Regions from separate parts of the Mus musculus genome. Here region 1 is linked to region 2. The links are chromatin contacts, called in public ChIA-PET maps. All regions are on one chromosome and are shown on one strand. The core of a region is the stretch at or near the end of the contact, and the rest is flanking DNA. Distances in the headings are between cores, read along the strand shown. Region 1 overlaps Wdr19 (WD repeat domain 19). Region 2 holds the start of Tlr6 (toll-like receptor 6).

Region 1 (5,504 bases), core at 2,073-4,572, 260 kb after region 2:
TGGCTCAGCTCTGTTTCCTTTTGACTGTTTAAAAAAGATTTGTCTTTATTATTTTAAACTATGTTTAGGTTTTGCTACACATGAGTGCAGATGCTGTAATGGCCAGAGGCGTTGAATCCACTGGAGCTGAGATTACAGATGGTTTTAAACCACCTGCTCTGGGTGCTGGGAACTGAGGTTGGGTCCTCTGGGGAAAGAGCAAATGCTCGTAACCCCTGGGCTCTCTCTCCAGCTCCTCTTCTTAACCTTTCTTAAGATCAGGTCATCCCACCTTGGGGTGCTCGATCCACCAGCACTGGATAGTAACCAAATATGCATTTCATGCTGTACTGATCTGTGCCTTTGAGCTCAACAAGATACTGGCATTTCTTGCTATGCAGTGTTCTGATATGTACACATGTTAGTTATGACAGTTTAATTAAATAATGCCAGTCTCCCATTTCGGTTACCAAAGTGACCAGAGAACTCTAGCTCATGTTAACTGTTCTTACTGATGCTATGCTGAGCCTGAGTTTTGAGCAGTGTGACAGTGTATCGGAAAGAAAGGAAGGTTTCTTCTCCCTCTCCTTGGTAAAGAGAAGAATTTATGGGCCAGTGAGATGGCTCAGCAGGTAAAGGCACTTGCTGCCAAACCTTACAACATGAATGCAATCCCTGAAACCCACATGGTGAAGGAGAGAATCAATTCCCAAAGGTTGTCCTTTGACCTCTGCATGTGCGCTGTGGAACACACATGCACACATGCATGTGCCATGTATGTGCACATGCACACACACACATAAGCAAATAAATAAATAAATATAATTTTCAAGAAGAAAGGCATTTGTCTTCAGCACCTTTCAGCCTCTCTTCACGTAATCCTTCCCTTTCCTGGTTTCACTGCATCACCTGAGTCCTTTAATCCAAGAGAAACACAGTCTGCCCACAGGCTCTTCTCTAAACGCTCCCTTCACCTTTGTGCTTTAGGGGTTGCTTCCTTTAAGATATTACAAGCTGCCGGGCGTGGTGGCGCACTCGGGAGGCAGAGGCAGGGAGATTTCTGAGTTCGAGGCCAGCCTGTTCTACAGACTGAGTTCCAGGCTATACAGAGGGACCCTGTATATTACAAGCTTGGTTCTGTGATGAATCAACAAAATTTGTAGAGGAATACATTGTTCCCTGATAAGACCTGTTTATATTATCCAGACAAAAAGTTGTTATATAGGGCTGGTGAGATGGCTCAGTGGGTAAGAGCACCCGACTGCTCTTCCGAAGGTCCAGAGTTCAAATCCCAGCAACCACATGGTGGCTCACAACCATCTGTAACAAGATCTGACGCCCTCTTCTGGAGTGTCTGAAGACAGCTATAGTGTACTTACATATAATAAATAAAAATAAATCTTTAAAAAAAAAAAAAGTTGTTATATACCGTTATTTTACTTTCTAGCTTAGTGATGATGGATTTGATATAAATTTGCATAGACACTAAGGGCTTTCGTGGGAGTAGAATCTCTTGTCTGTTCAGTCCCATGGCACATAAGATTAGCATAACTAATTTTTTATTTATCTGTTTTGAGAAGTCCACATGTCAGCAAAAATTGCCTTTTTTTTTTTCTTCAGGAAAACATACTAAGAAAATCACATGTGGATGTTGGAATTCAGAGAATCTCCTTGCTTTGGGAGGTGAAGATAAAATGATTACAGTTAGTAACCAGGAAGGCGACACAATAAGACAGGTAACACGCCACCATCTCTCTATGTGAGATGTTCATTTTTCCTTGTGGTAAACAGTTTTATGTCAGATTAATGTATAAAAGTTTATTTAAGTCACTGTGGAATATGCTTATAATTCCATATTTTTAAAGATGCTGATTTATTTTACTTTTGGTGTATGAGTGTTTGCCTGCAGTTATGTGTGTATACCGTGTGCATGCTTGGTGACCACTGAAGTCAGAAGAGGGTGTCGTCAGGTTTCCTGGAATTGGAGTTACAGATGTTTACTAGCCATCTGTGGGCACTGGGAACTGACCCTGGGTCCTCTGCAAGAGCAACAAGTGCTTCTAACTACTACGCCAGCTCTCCAGCCCCCAGTTTTATGTTTTAAGGATCAGAAACCTTTGTCTGTTCCCATGCATCCATACACACACACAGCACCCAGATACAAGTGGGCACACAAACTTTCACACTTGCATACGCACACACACACTCACACACACACACACACACACAAATCCTTTTTTACTAGGATTTTTTTCTTTAAGATTAATAAGTTAGCTATTAAAGGAAATATATTTTCCCCTTTGATATCAAATGGATTATCAGCTCTGTGGTTTCAGACAGTATGTTTGTGAAGTTTTATGCATGCATGCTGATAAAATGGTAAGAACTAGAGAACTGTGGACTCCAAATCAGGCTTCCTGAGTCTAAAGCTTTAATGGATATACCTTTAATGGATATGTTAAATAGTTTCCAAAGGAATCCTGACTAAATCTCAATTAAGATGAATTCCTTCTTCTGTTGAAATTTCCCAAACTTGATTTGATCCTAAGAGGATCTCTTCTTCAGAGAATCTGCATTGTCAATGGCTACCTAGCATCACCACTGGGAAAATTATTCCATGAACCACTATCTATTCCTCAGTACCCTGGTGTACTGTCTTTACAGTCCATACCTCAGTGCCCTACTGTACTGTCTGAACTAGGCTGCACTGACTGAAATACTCTTGGAATATCTGCTTAGGCACAGCACACAGATAAACCTTCCTTGGTCTGTACTGTACAGACAGTTGGAAATGTGATGTATTTGTCAGCTGTTGTTGTATAACAAAATATCTCAAAATGTAGGAGCTTGAAACATCAGTGTTTCATTGTTGTTGACAAGGAATCCAGATGCAGCTTCTTGGAGTGCCTCTGCCTCAGAATCTCCCACAAGGCCGTTTCTAAGCTCACTCACGTAGTGGTTGGTAGAGTTCAGCTCCTTGCAGATTTCTGTTCCTATACAGACTCACTCTATCCACTGTAAGTCCTGATTCCCTACCATGTGGATCTCTCCCATGGAGTGTGCTGGAGTTGAATGTGGTTTATCACCCAAGGTTTCGTTGTCTGAAGTTTGGTCTCTCGTCTACATACTGTGGGGACGTAGGGGAACCTTGGAGGAGTTGGAGCCTAGTAGGAGGTGATGGAGTGTGGACAGGAAGGAATTCATGTAGCTCTCTTGGGACTCTTATTTACAATTAAGCAAAGGTTGTTATGAAAGGTTCTTCACCTTCACGGGACTTTCCTATTCACACACACTCCTGCCGTGATACTAGGTAGTCTTCTAAAAGACACATGGCCTTTCATGATGAGTTACCAAATTTTGTGGTCCAGCTTTTATGCTTTATAGCTTTGGGAGGTGGTAACAACCAGTACACTTTAGACTGTGAATCTTTAAAAGACAGAAGACAACCTGAATAAGGCAGAGTGTGGGCAAATGTTATCACAGAGGTTGGGAGTGTGGCTCAGTTCACGAGGCTCTGTGCTCAGTCCTTAGGACCAGTAAATAAGTAAGTAAATAGTAACAGAATTATAAGTTTCGAATTATAGGGACTGTAAGAACATGACAGTTGTCGTGTTGTGGTTTCCTGTCTTTCTCATGTAGCAGTAAGGAAGTGGGTGGGTTACCCAGAATGCCATCTCCCTTCCATCTTAGCTTCTGGCCTTTTCCAGGACGCATCCTTACCTGCCAGCTGAAAGCTCCTGCCTCAGGGTTCTGTCTGCATTTCAGCCCCGGGAAAGGGAGAGAGGGAGGCAAAACATTAGAAATTAGTGGAGAAGCTGAGCCAAAAGCAGCCTTGTTGGTTTCCTTTCCTGTCATAGCCCAGCCATATGGTCACACCCACACGTGTGCTTGTGCACGCGTGCACATATGGTGGACATGAGTACACATGTGTGCTACAGCATGTGAATGGAGATCAGAGAACAATTTTGTGGGGTCAGTTCTCTCCTTCTGCCTTTATATGGAATCTGGGACTTAAGCTCAGGTCATTGGGTACATATGCTAAACACTTTTTGTCCACCCAGCCAAGTCACTGCCTCAAACTAGTATACTTTCTAAGATTCTTCTGGCCTTCTCAACGCTGTTTGCTCCGACATGAGCTCTAGTCACCTTGCAGTTTTGATCATTCTATTCTGCTGCCCTTTAGAAACAGAACATTAGATGCACTGTTTACTGCTGCCCCGCCCCCAATTCAGGTGCCCACACTGGACATCCCTGGTGTGTTCTTGCAGTTTTTGGTCCCCTGAGTCATGAATGACCTTGGGATACTTTTTTCTACAGAGCATCACAGGAGATCATTACGTCTTGCCAGTATTTGCATACAAGATAACTGTTTGCACTTTCTAACCTTAAGAAGTCTCCTTCTCAAAGTAGGCATACCACAGAAAGTGTCACTTGTAGGCAAAGCATACCGCGCACGTCTTGTCTCTTTTGCTGTGTGTCTGCTGTGGTTCAGAAAGTCATCCCTCTGTCATTTCTGTTCGCCCTGCTCAGCATCTATCTTGCTTCTGGAGGCTAGAGACTGTTCCGGTGGCTCTGTCTTGTCTTGGTTGTGCAGCTTTAGGGGTTGAACCTAGAGCTGTGTGCTGTGCCAGCGCCCTAACCCTGAGCTGCACCCCAGGCCATTATCCTTTGCATTTGAGACAAGGCCTCCCTTTGTAGCTCAGGCTGCCCTGGAACTCATTACAGAACCCAGGCTGGTTTTAAACACATGGCCATCCCTCTGCCTCGACCTCCTGGAAGTCTTAAATTGTGAAAATTCTATATTTTGCTTTTAGAAAATACTTGGTAGTTCTTTTAAAACTCTGCTTGAAATATCTGGAAAGGCAATCTACACATGTATAAAATAATTAACACACGGTAATGATGAAACAGTATTACAGAATATGAGAGCCACACTGAGACATCATTGCTCATCTGTCACACTGAGAGGTGACATATGACATGACCACTTGTTCTATTGGGGAAGCTGTAGATAAAAATGATACGGTCCTTCAGGACGGACCTTTGAAAAAAGCTGACAAAACTATACACGTGGTACCAGCCAAACAATACCATTTCCAGACCTTCACCCAGCAAAATACGTCTCCTACAGCACACGAGTACAGTCTGCCGGCTGCAGAGATGGCTCAGCAGTTACGAGCACTTGCTCTTGTCAAGGGCTGGGGTTCAATTCCCAGCGTCCACACAGAAGTTTACAGTGTTTCATAACTCCAGTTTCAACACCCTCTTAGGACTGAGGGCAAGCACCAGGCACACGCATGGTGCGTGGACATTCATGCAAGCAAAATCACACACATAAAATAAATCTTAAAAAAAAAAAAAAAAACTAGAGCTAAATACCTAATAAAAAATTAAAAAAAAAAACTATTGAAAAATAAAAGGTACAGTCTTCCGAAACTTTTTAACATGGCCTTTCCCGTTTTAATGAGTAGCCTCCTGTCTCTGTTTTATTATATACTCTCCCTTGCTCTGGCTCTCATGGTTGT
Region 2 (5,208 bases), core at 1,791-4,290:
CAACTTCACAGTAGCAAGGACCCAAACTCACCCGGGAAACAGATAAAAGAATAGGACAGATGACATGCTGTCTGTCCTCAGAACAAGGTGAGAGTCTGAAACAGAAAGGAACAGACTCTTGAAAACTCCAGTGATTGAAATGGAGAACTCTTTGGACGAGCTGAATCATAAAAATAGCCCCATTGAGTGGGATAGAAGACCAAGAAGGGAATTTTCCCTAAGGCCCACCATAGGAGGCCAAAGAGAAACCACAAAAGAAGTGCTAGAAGGTGTGGAGACCAGATCCATGGTTACACTCTGGGAGAATGGGTCCAATCCTCAGAGAAAGAAATTGAATGCCCCGGCAAGGAGGTTCCAGAATGAACTCCTAGTGGCTTAGTGATAGAGGACTTGTCTAGCATGCTTGAGGTTCTATGTTCAAGCCCTAGTACTATCAAAAAAGAAAGATAAAAAGAAGCAAGGCAGGGGCTGGAGAAACGGTTCAGTGATCATGAACACACACGTTGTTCTTACATGCCACTCCCAGCACCAGTAGGGCTGACAAAATGCTCAGACATATAACAATGAACAAATAGATTTCTTAAAAGAAAAAGAACAAGTAATTAGCAAAAATGTAGTAATGTTTACTGCTGAGCCACAGCAAATATTGATGACAAATATTTTTAGAAGAAATTGGGACTTAACTTTGCCAAGGATTATGAAGGAATGATTAGATGTTGGGAGAAAAAAGGAATGAAACTGACGCATGTTGGGAGTTCTTGCTTGATCGAGTGGAAGCTCTAGGTATCAATAAATTCAAGATGTGAGGAAATTATAAAGTTAAGTGTGGGAACAAAGCAAATGAGTCTGAAAAATTAGCGTAGTTCCACTGGGTAATGTGGTAATTTATGTAAATTCCTTTAAAATTCGCTGCTCTTTACTTCAGCAATTCCACAGCTGAGCATTCACTGAAGGGATCAGTAGAGGTCCACAGGACGGTGAGGTTGTGGGGATGCTCACACCGTGATAAAAACCGTGATAAAAACCGGAAAGATCAGAATGGCTAGGGTAGAAAATGATGGTTCATTCACAACGTGGCACGACATACAGCCTCGGTCACTGCATTAAAAAAAAAAATCCTGCAATATAGCATTAAGTGACCGGAAGGAAGGTTACCACACTGCACACCCACCAAGACTCTAATTTGTAAGAATACAGATTAGAGCATCTCAAAACCCGTGGGGGAAGAATGTGAAAAAATTATGCCTAATGCAAATAGCAGTGATGTCAGGATCAGGGCTTAATTTAATTTTCTTTTTTACAGTTTCAAGTATTTCTAAAATTTCAAAACTTTTAACATCTTCTGGGGTCTCAGGCTATTATCTCTTACAATCTTGTAAAAAGCCGTCTTTATTTGATGTGCCAGGGTGAAGTGATATGGGGGGAGTCCCCCATCTCAGAGGAGGAGGAGGGGGGAAGTTGGAAGAGGAGCTGCATGAGGGGGCACTGATAGGAGAGGGAGCTGATATTGGGATGTAATGTAAATGAATGAGCGAATTAATTAATTAATTAATTAATGGGAAAAGTTGTCTCTAACAGAATTTCAGCTTGGAGTGTGGAGGCGGGCATAATGTTCCACTCCGTGCTGAGGCAGTTGAGGGTTGCCGGGAGAAGAGGAGCCCTTGGTAAGCCTAACTCAGTCCAATATAAGGCAACATAGCCAAGAGTACATGGATAGCACAAGTTGGATTTGATGGGATTGGACGGGGGTGGGTTGGGGGGACACTCAGGTGGGTGGGTGGTTAAGAGTTAGGAAGGGGCGAAGAAAAACACAGTGTTCAAAATTCTCAAAGAACTAATCAATTAAAGCTCTCTTAAAATATACCCCGCCAAAAAGTTTTATATGCAAGCATGCTTGTATTATTTATGATATAAATACACACATAAAGAGGGCCCAACCTCTTCAACAAGGTGGCAGAGAATGGACATTCACGGATGAGGTCCCCTCCTACAAATCCCCCTCCCCCACCCCCCGAGGGCAGCTTACGTGTCTATGTTCAAGGGACTGTCATTCATTCAGCTGCCATGTCCCCCACATGGATATGCGCGTCCTGGAAGATGCTCAGAACCTCGAGATGTTCCTAGGGTGCACATTCTGGCAAACAGCCCCAGACTTTAATGAATTCGTAGGTAGCATGGGTGGGACAAAGGGGAAGGTTTATTTATTTATTTTAAAGGAAGTATGAGGAGACAATAAGAATTTGCTTAATACATCAAACAGAAAGTGAAAGAGAAAAGAATAGTCAACCACAAAACCAAAAGTGGTGGCGGATGGAGGGAGCGCCGTAAAAACTAAAGCTATGAGAAAAGGGGGGTGGGGGGGAGGGTTGTAATCAAGTCAACACAAGCACAAGAGAAACCTGGCTCTGTCAAACTTTGGGTTTGAAGGCCAAGTGCCAGCTTCCGGCTGGATTCAAAGTTACAAAGAGTTTGGGAATCTTGATCTCAGTCACTTCCACCAAATGTTTCTTCAGATTCTTCTGTGGACAAAGGGCACGGCAAAAACTAGCGCAGCGGAAACGAATTCACATAGGAGGGACAGAATTAAATCCTTCCTCCAAAACGCTCATAAATTAGTGAGAGGTACAGACTAATAAAAGATTATAGTACCACGTGATGAGGAAACAGAACACTGTTTTTATACACACAGCCCAGTGTGCTGTCACGACCACAAAAGACTACAAAACTTCGTGAAAGGAGAAAACAGCCCAAACCAACGGGACAGGAAAAGTCACAGAAGTCGACTCACTTCCTTGGCTACCGCTGAAATGCCAGCTGTTGTCTGTCTACCCGAAAGTCACAGAAAATTCTTAGGTAGTCCAAACGACAGCCACGCTTTAAAACACCGCCACAAAATCGTTTTGTAAAAATTTCAAAGAAAGGTTACCTATTTCCAGCACTGACGGTACCATTTTCTTTCTCGATTGAAATATCAACGCAGTAATTTGAAAAATCCAGAAAAGCCTTCTTACTTACCAAGACTTCCTTCTCCGAATTTCTCTGAAAAAATAAGTTGCTTGACCAACCCTAGTCCTAAGCCTGGGAACCACGGTACTTAGGAGTGGTTTGGCGTCATCTCTTGGTACTCGTTGGAATTACCCCGTGTATAAAACCCTTCCAAAGCAGAGGGGCTCTGAGCTGCCGTCTATAAATCTTTGCTTCAATCTTTAGATTCATATAAACAAGCAGATTATGAACATTTTGGTGTTACTACGAGTATTTATTTAAGGTATGTTTTGTCTGCTTTTTGGTTTTTATTTTTGTTTAGTTTTGTTGTTTGTTGTTTGTTTTGTTTTATTTCAGACTGAATTTTAAATTGCCACCAGGATAGAAGTTAGGAGATTCAGTTCTGTGCTGTGACAATCCTTCATATTTCCCCTACAAAATCACCACTGTCATTCGAGCAAGGTTTCAGCACCTTGGGACTGACAGAGATACTTTAAAAACAAAATAAGCTTAAAGCTCATGGCGTGCTTTTTGGAAAGCCGGTTTTCAAGAGAAGTTTCAGTGTCAATACACATTTAGCCAGCCTCGACAGTTTGTCAACATTCACTACTACTGGGAGCTTCAGTTCTTAATTCGGGAAGAGCAAGCGATGCTGGTCTTCTTCCACAGCAGCTTAGAACTTGGTTTTCTAAAGACTGTTTAGAATTTGAGAAACACGTTTAGTCAAGGCTGAAAGGCAAAGAGGATGAAGGGCAGACACTTTGAGCAGGTGTCCCTGTATCCCGGCTTCTCACTCGATTAACTAGATGATCGTCTCCTAATTGATCTCTCTGGCTACCATCATCTCGTCTTTGAACAAAAAAACAAAAACAAAAAACTACCAAGACTGTACGTTGGCCAATGATAAGCTGGAAATCACTTCTGCTTTCGGGAGGAAACGAAGAAGAACATCTTACTGCTCATAGTCACTCAGCAAACATAAGAGGAAGTCTTCTCCGAACTGGGGAGGCTCAGCAAGGAGTGATGGGGCAAAGCTGGCAACTAGTGTGTGGAGGGAGCGAATGAGTGGAGATATCCAGACCCGACTGGAGACCTAGGCAGAGGGGAGAGGAGCCAATGAGATGCAAGGGATGGCAGGCAACACTGGGCCTGCTTCTTAAGAAACCACATGATTCAGAGGTATACACACAAGCTTGAGCAAGCACGCACGCACGCATACAGGCACACACATACGTGCGCCTAGCATTGAAGAGCGGTCACATGACTCACATCTCGGTTGTATTGCACAGTAATGATGACCTTTGGGGATGCAAGTGCTACTCCTGTTGAAGCTGTCACAACTCTAAGGGGAAGGGTAGAGCCAACCTAATTCATGCAACTCACATGGAAGGGACCACATGACAGGAAAATGAGCAGAAAAGAGAACACATTGGGCTGAGTGCCTCGCTTAGCCAACTGTGTAGCTTTGGGCAAGTTGTGTAACCTCACTGAGATTATTTTTTCATCTACAGAACAGTCAGAGTTGTGATTTTTTTTCGAGGGATGATAATGAATACCAAGCAGCTGGAATGATAACTGACAAAAAAAGAAGCCACAAGAGTAGGAGATTTGGATTCTGTGAAAGCCATGTTTTCACATGGGAAAGTAGAAAGATCATAGAGCATTGAGATCACATGAAGCAAATCAGGAAGCAGAACTATGGCCTAGCACGCATATACAGGGCTCGTCTTCCTGCCAGCTTTACTCTGGGCATTTTACAAGTACTTACCAACACTCATAAAGGTGCTGGGAGATAAGTGTTCTACCCCCACCTCACACTGGTTCAGGAGTAGCTAAGAAATGGACTGGTCAGGGGCAGGCCGTCCCAAGACTGTGCTCAGCATCACAGTGTGCCAGGTCCCAAGTCTCACATAAGGAGACACCGAGAGGTAGCCATTTGACTCAGAAGCCGGAACTCAGGTTCAGAGTCAGAAGCCGATGGATGCCTGCGGCCAGAAGGCAGAGGGAGCACCACCCTGCCTTCACTTCCAACTGTCTGATTTCTAGAGCCATAAGAGGAACACATTGCTGTTGTTTTAAGCCACGTGGCTAAAGGAAATTTCCTATATCGGCCACAGGAGACTAGTAGCATTATCACATGCATATACTGGAACACATACAATGCTTTTCTTCAGAACTCTTGTCTTCCAGCATAACTAAGAGAGAGTCCCATTCACCATGTTA

Evidence for each region. ChIA-PET counts read pairs in DNA pulled down with a chosen protein or histone mark.
Region 1: an RNA polymerase II ChIA-PET map of memory CD8 T cells shows a contact between it and region 2, with 69 read pairs. The contact joins the enhancer-like site here to the promoter of Tlr6 in region 2. A contact is called at or near these places in 12 of 39 promoter capture datasets (the 3T3-L1 cell line, the C10 cell line, embryonic stem cells and 8 more), 1 of 484 Hi-C or Micro-C datasets (CD4 T cells), 9 of 115 datasets of contacts at active chromatin or transcription factors (the SCID.adh cell line, acute myeloid leukemia, bone marrow-derived macrophages and 6 more) and 3 of 9 other capture datasets (adipose tissue, liver and macrophages).

The regions. Positions count from the first base shown.
Region 1 is chr5:65,214,204-65,219,707 of GRCm38.p6, forward strand. Wdr19 (WD repeat domain 19) reads left to right here. Exons shown (of 37, transcript NM_153391.2): 6 at 1,600-1,715. Among named protein-coding and RNA genes, the nearest start is that of Wdr19, 17 kb to the left of the region's middle. Within about 2 kb of position 3,323, at least 32 of the 459 cell types and tissues checked have an H3K27ac peak or open chromatin away from gene starts, as enhancers often do. A contact at or near this core is called in the SCID.adh cell line, effector CD8 T cells and memory CD8 T cells, where this site is marked.
Region 2 is chr5:64,957,008-64,962,215 of GRCm38.p6, forward strand. Tlr6 (toll-like receptor 6) reads right to left here and starts at 3,041. Exons shown (of 2, transcript NM_001359180.2): 1 at 3,016-3,041.